2 separate regions of the Rattus norvegicus genome follow, and region 1 is linked to region 2. A link is a contact called in public Hi-C data. All regions are on one chromosome and are shown on one strand. The core of a region is the stretch at or near the end of the contact, and the rest is flanking DNA. Distances in the headings are between cores, read along the strand shown.

Region 1 (2,949 bases), core at 327-2,826, 260 kb after region 2:
TTCTCAAGCATGAAGGTCCATCAGAATCACCCAGAGGGATTGAAAACTCAGATAGTTTGCCTCCAGAAGTTCTGAAAAGGCAGATCTGGACAAGAGCCTTGGAAACTTCTGTCTGTATTCCCAGGTGATGCTGACTTTTTGGTCTGATAGTGACACTTTGAACTCCTGGTTAGAATGTCTCCACACAAATGCATGGTACAAAGTATCTTGCTCAAGCTTAGAGTTTCAGTACAGCAAGGTATTAATAGAAGTGTAAGGCTATTTTCCCTTTGTTCGACAAATACATTTGAAAAACAACATTTTTATCAACACCGAAAATGTTGGCCATCTATGCTATTATGACCAACTCATTTTTAAATAATAATCCCAATCCTAAAACTTCTATTGTAGATCAGGATCAAGATGGTAATTTTTCTCCCTTACAGACTAATTTGGCATTGTGGACAGTTTGTATAAAAGCCCAAGAATCCTTCCAAATGTGTCTGGAAGAGGGTAAGAGCTCAAAACTGCCAAGAGAAATTATATGAGCCTACCCAGAGATGGTAAAAGAAAGTATGTTAGTTCTTTTTTATTTCTTCTTTCAGAATAAAACAAATACAAGTTTTAAAGTGAAGGAAAAGCAATAAAACAGTTATCACTAAGCTACCATGATTACCTGTGGGAGTTTTGTCTATCACTCTTGGCAACTAATGGCACTGCCTTCAGGATATTTCAAACTTTTCCCACCACGGCAAGCACGAAACTTTAGGCCCTATAATGAGGGCCATTCCAACACTTATTGTTTCTTTTGCCTTCTCCACTCTCCGGTTTCTAAGAGTATTATTGCAAAAGTATTAAGTCCTTTGAACCATAGTAATTAGCCCACAAGTTTACGTACTACATAAAAAGTGCTCCTCAACACGGTCCTAAGTAATCACAGTTGTCAGTTTAGGAAGTCTAGCGAAGGAAAACAAAAACTAGAAAGAGATGTAAATGATAAGGCCACTCATCTCTAGAGATCGTTTTTTTTTTTTCCCTTTCAACTGTGGGTATTTTATTACACTTAAAACAAGATTTGTGCTTGGTAGACGGTGCGTGTCTGTTTCAAAGAATAAACAGGCTATCTTCCCCAGGCCTCCCTGCCATTTCAAAACTTGTTTACTTTCTCCACAAAATGATCAGGTCTGAAAAACTCCACCTTCCTCGGTGCAGAAGTTCCCTTCCAGAGCAAAGAAGACAGAGGACTGGACGTGCGGATCCCCGCGTGGGGTCTGCGCCTCACGTAGGAGGGGGCGTCCCCCTGGGGCCCAGCCAGCACCCGGCGCTGGGGCACAGCACGCACCTGGACGGGGGCTTCAGATTGCTCTTTCGGAGTAGCTCCTCCTCGTAGCGGAGCAGCTTCAGCTTCTCCACTAAGTCTTCCATCACCACGAACATGTGGTAGGCCGCTCCCGGCCCGCGCTCCACCACCGCCTCCCCAGCGCCTTCCCCGCGAGCCCGAGACACCCCATCGTCCAAGCCCGACGGCGGGATCACCGCGGCCGCGGCAGCCATCGCTGCTCAGATCCACAGGGCCGGGCTGGACCCGGGCTAGGATCTCTGCGGCCACCGCCGCCCGCACCCCGCAGACCGCCCTGTCGCCAACGTTACCAGGCGACCGCAGGGCTGCCGGTCACCATGGCAACTAGACCCCGCCCCCTTTAGGTTCAGCCGGCCTCTCTAAATTCTCGCCAACCAAAGCTGGGTTTCGCCACGACGTCACGCCATGCCGGTCCCTGGCCTAGGAAGTAGCTCCGCCCTGTAGGCGTGGCGTTTATTCCCCCGCCCCTTCGGGGGACTTTCACGCGAGTCTTAAAGGCCCAGGCTCTTTAATTCTGCGTGCTCAGTACAGCCAAGAGGAGCGGAGGATCTGGTATTCTGCTCAGGGCTGCTGATTGAACCGACATCTGATCTTCTAGGTAGCAATTCAAAGGACTGAAACGAAGCGGAACAGAGTATTGGAGGCTATGCTTGCTCAGTGATTCTTGTTTTATGTTTTTCAAAGTGGGAAGTTATCGTAGTTGTGGTGAACTCAGGTTCATTTTCCCTCAGAAATACCACCCACAAGACTGCTTGTTTATTTCTTAACTTAATTGTTTATTAGATAATGCTAGGCTTACTAGTATATTCTAAATAAGACTTGATACAAGGGTAAGTAATCACTCCAGTTTTAGGAAAATGGTTGCTTGGAAGAGGGTGGCTTGGGAAAGGATTTATACTACACGCTCATCGCCCTCATAATCTGTTCCAAGCCCATGCAGATGTAAATTCTTGAGTACTAATGAAATCTGACAAAATATAGTATCTGGAAAGGAAGTTCTGCTTTGCAGCACTTACATTAGATAAGAAAATTTTTTCTATTACAGCTGCAGGTACTGACCTAGAAAACACATGGAGACATAACTGACCACGGATATGACTTATCCTTATAGTGCTAAGAAAAGTGCTGTATCAGGCAGTTTTCCTAACAGTTAAAAGTAAGAAGTGAAGCGAAGAGTAGTGCCAGGCACTTTTTTTTTTTTTTTAATCTTTTTTTTTCCGGAGCTGAGGACCGAACCCAGGGCCTTGGGCTTGCTAGGCAAGCGCTCTACCATTGAACTAAATCCCCAACCCCATACCAGCTACTTCTTAAGATGACTCTGAAGCAAGAGGTCAAACATTTGTCGGATTAGCCCTGTGCCTGTCAAGGGATCATCAACATGTTGTATCACACCCTAAAAACTGTAGAAGAATCATATTTTTGACATAGCTAAAGTCTGAAACATATTTGTAAAACCCTTGTGATAAGATGAAGAGTTTATCTTCCTCATCAGCCTTGTTTCTGATACTAATAAAGGTATCCGAATGAAGAACAACACTATTCATCAAATAAAAGACACACATAAAACTACTGATTGATGTAGAACATAAAGTAAGGGGAGATAGTCTGAG
Region 2 (2,915 bases), core at 123-2,622:
TGTCTGGAGATCACTACCTTCACTTTGCGAGTTGAGAATCCATGGCTAGATGATTGGAATGGAGTCACCAGCCTGAATGTGGCAAAGCTGTAACCTAGGAATCTCAGTGGTGAAGGAAGTTTGCTTCCTGTACTTGGGCTGTTCCTCATGATCCTGGTTTCTTCTCTGGTGGGGTGATAAGCACTGTCCAAAATGGATTTGGGGAAGGAAAATGATTATTGCAGCTTACAGGTTAGAGTCCCTCATTGAGGGATTCCAATGGATGCAGAAACCCTGGAGGAATGCTGCTTACTGGCTTGTTTTCCATGGCTTCCACAGCTACTTTTCATATACAATTCAGATCAATCTTCCTAGGGATGGCACTACTCATAGTAGGCTGGGTCCTTCCGCATGAATTAGCAATTAAGAAAACACCCATAGACATGCCTTTGATGGGAACAATTCTTCAATCCATGTTACCGTTTCCCAGGTGACTCCAGTTTATGTCAAGCTGACAAAAGCTAACCAATACACCCCACCTCCCTTTTCGTTGTTTGTTTTGTTTGTTTGTTTGTTTGTTTTGATTTTTTTTCCATCTTCGCTCCCACCTTAACGCTACCATCCTGTCTTCCTCTATTCCCTCTGGACCAAACTGCACTGGCTTCATCATTACCTATACAGTCTTTGGCACATTTCTTAGCATCTTTGAGTTTCAGTCTCTTGGTCTGAGAAGAGGAATATTATTAATTTCCATGTAGGACTATGGTATGTTAGATGAAAACGTGATGAGAGATGAGGAAAAAGAGACTTTAGAAAGACCACATATGCATAATTAAAACTCTGCAACCCGGTTGGCAACCAGCAGATATTTCTTTGCTCCATTTTTAACAGCAGGGATACATAGCTAAGATAGTACACACCCATCCCCCACTCACCTGCATCAACCTTATCATAGAACTGCTGTATCTGATTTATCAGGAGACCCTGGCTGTGCTGCTGTGACTATGAGCTGTGACCAAATGAGAGAAGCCTGATAGATATGGCCAGAGTGATTAATAGCAGCCTGTCTCTAGAGCTATGGGAGTGGCAAGTGGCACACTGTGCCCTGACTCCCTTCTAACTCTGCACTGCCTTTTTCACGTGTTTGACCAAGCGGAAGCCCCCCCCCCCTCAGCACAGTGTCTGGCTGTGGTCCTTGGATTTCCTGGATCACGAAGATATATCCTCTGGGCACTGGCATTTATCCAGCGTAGAGTTTGAGCTCAGGATGTGAGTGCAACTGCACGTCTGTACTTGACTGATTGCATCTCAGGACAAAGTGTGGGTCAGAGGAGGCACAGCAGTCACGCCTGTGTATGTTCCGTCCCTGCTACTACAGTGTCATTGTCTGGAGCTTTTGTGATGAGCAATCCATCAGCAGCACCACATGCTGTACAGTGTTAAGAGTCATGTCGAGCCAGAGAAGAGACTACTCTCATTTTCAGATCTCGTGGTTACTGATGACACATCTTCTGAAAATGAAATAATAGCCTCTTGCTAAGCCCTGTGCTTACCAACTCCCCTTCTGCAGATGTCCAGATGCCTCTAGCCTTAGGTCAGGAGGACTAAGCAGAAACCAACAACAACAAATCAACCAACACACAAACAACAGCAGAAACCAACTCATTAACCTACCAAAGCTAGAATACACCCTCCACCATGTCTTGATTGCTGCCATTCTAGCACTTACTGATTTTATCAAGGGAAAATCAGCAGAGAAAATGGTTTATTCTTCCTCAATCCAGCTCTTAAATAGAAAACAGAGTTTGTGGGACTGCAATGTGTCAGGAACAGGGAAGTTGAGGTCCTGTCTTGCTGGGTCAGCCTTCCTGATCTCAGCCCCCTCCACCCCAGTAGAGTTGGAAAAAACACAGCAGTTCCTATTTCAAATTACACAGTTGGATGATGTTTCTCTTGGCTCCAAGTAGAAAGGCTGGTGCCCAGAGCAATTTTTTGGCAAAAGTGCAATGTATGAAATGAAGTTTTTCTTCCCTTCTAACATTCTCAGCATCACTCTTAATCACTTTTCTCTTGATCTCTATCCAAGTTTCCCAAGAAGAATTTCTTTTTTCCTCTCTTGACTCATCTACTTGTGAACTCAGAGGGATCTGAGACAGTTTCTCCAACTCTAAAATTCAGAGCAGTGTTTCACAACTGTAATGTGTATATGAATCTGCTATACTTAGTCCTGTTCTGATAACAAAACACTTGAGTCTTAGTAGTTTGTAAAGAAGAGAGGTTGATTTAACTCACAGTGTGGGGAGCTGGGAGTTCAAAAGATATTCCACTAGTTCTGGTGAAGATGCTCTTAGCTACATTGTATCATAGTGATAGTATCAACAGAGATCTCCTTTATTAGAGGGAGAGATGGCATGGTAAAACAGAAAGCCAGAGGATGGGGAGGGGCCAGGATTGCTTTGTTACATCAACCTTTTCCAAGAGTTGATGTAACTCAGTGTTCACGGAACAGTGTTATTTCCTTCCATTCCTTTTATACCCATCAATCTTGGACACCTAACTTCCTCTCATTAGACTCCACTACTTCCCAGTATGATGGCATCTGGACTAAAATCAGAACACAAAACCCTATGTTGAACATACCCAAGCCAAACCATACACATAGTATTATGAAAATGCAAACCCAGAACCAGTAGTTCTGGAGTAGAGTATGAGTCTGCATCTCTGACAAGCTTCTAGCAAGAATGGTGTGGCACAAAGCCATAAACCAATGCCTGGGTAAGCCAGCCAGAAGAGTCATGGCAGTATTTAAGCAGGAAAAGGAAGTTGGGACAGGTGCTGAACTCCCTGGAAAAAAATGACGAGGCTGAAGCCTGGGTTCCTGCAGGCTATTTTAGTTTAGGAATTAAGAAGTGATTTCTCCTGCTTTTAGCTTTGTG

Evidence for each region. Hi-C and Micro-C count contacts between places; a contact is called where the count stands out from the background.
Region 1: a contact with region 2 is called in a Hi-C map of mammary epithelial cells, with 3 times the contacts expected there. The contact joins the promoter of Ift57 here to the enhancer-like site in region 2. A contact is called at or near these places in 2 of 12 Hi-C or Micro-C datasets (liver and mammary epithelial cells).

Annotation. Positions count from the first base shown.
Region 1 is chr11:64,591,969-64,594,917 of GRCr8, forward strand. Ift57 (intraflagellar transport 57) reads right to left here and starts at 1,577. Exons shown (of 11, transcript NM_001107093.1): 1 at 1,322-1,577. The coding sequence starts at 1,533.
Region 2 is chr11:64,335,564-64,338,478 of GRCr8, forward strand. All of the region lies in intron 1 of LOC120095656 (a long non-coding RNA gene), which reads right to left. Among named protein-coding and RNA genes, the nearest start is that of Cd47, 100 kb to the right of the region's middle. Within about 2 kb of position 1,373, at least 30 of the 93 cell types and tissues checked have an H3K27ac peak or open chromatin away from gene starts, as enhancers often do.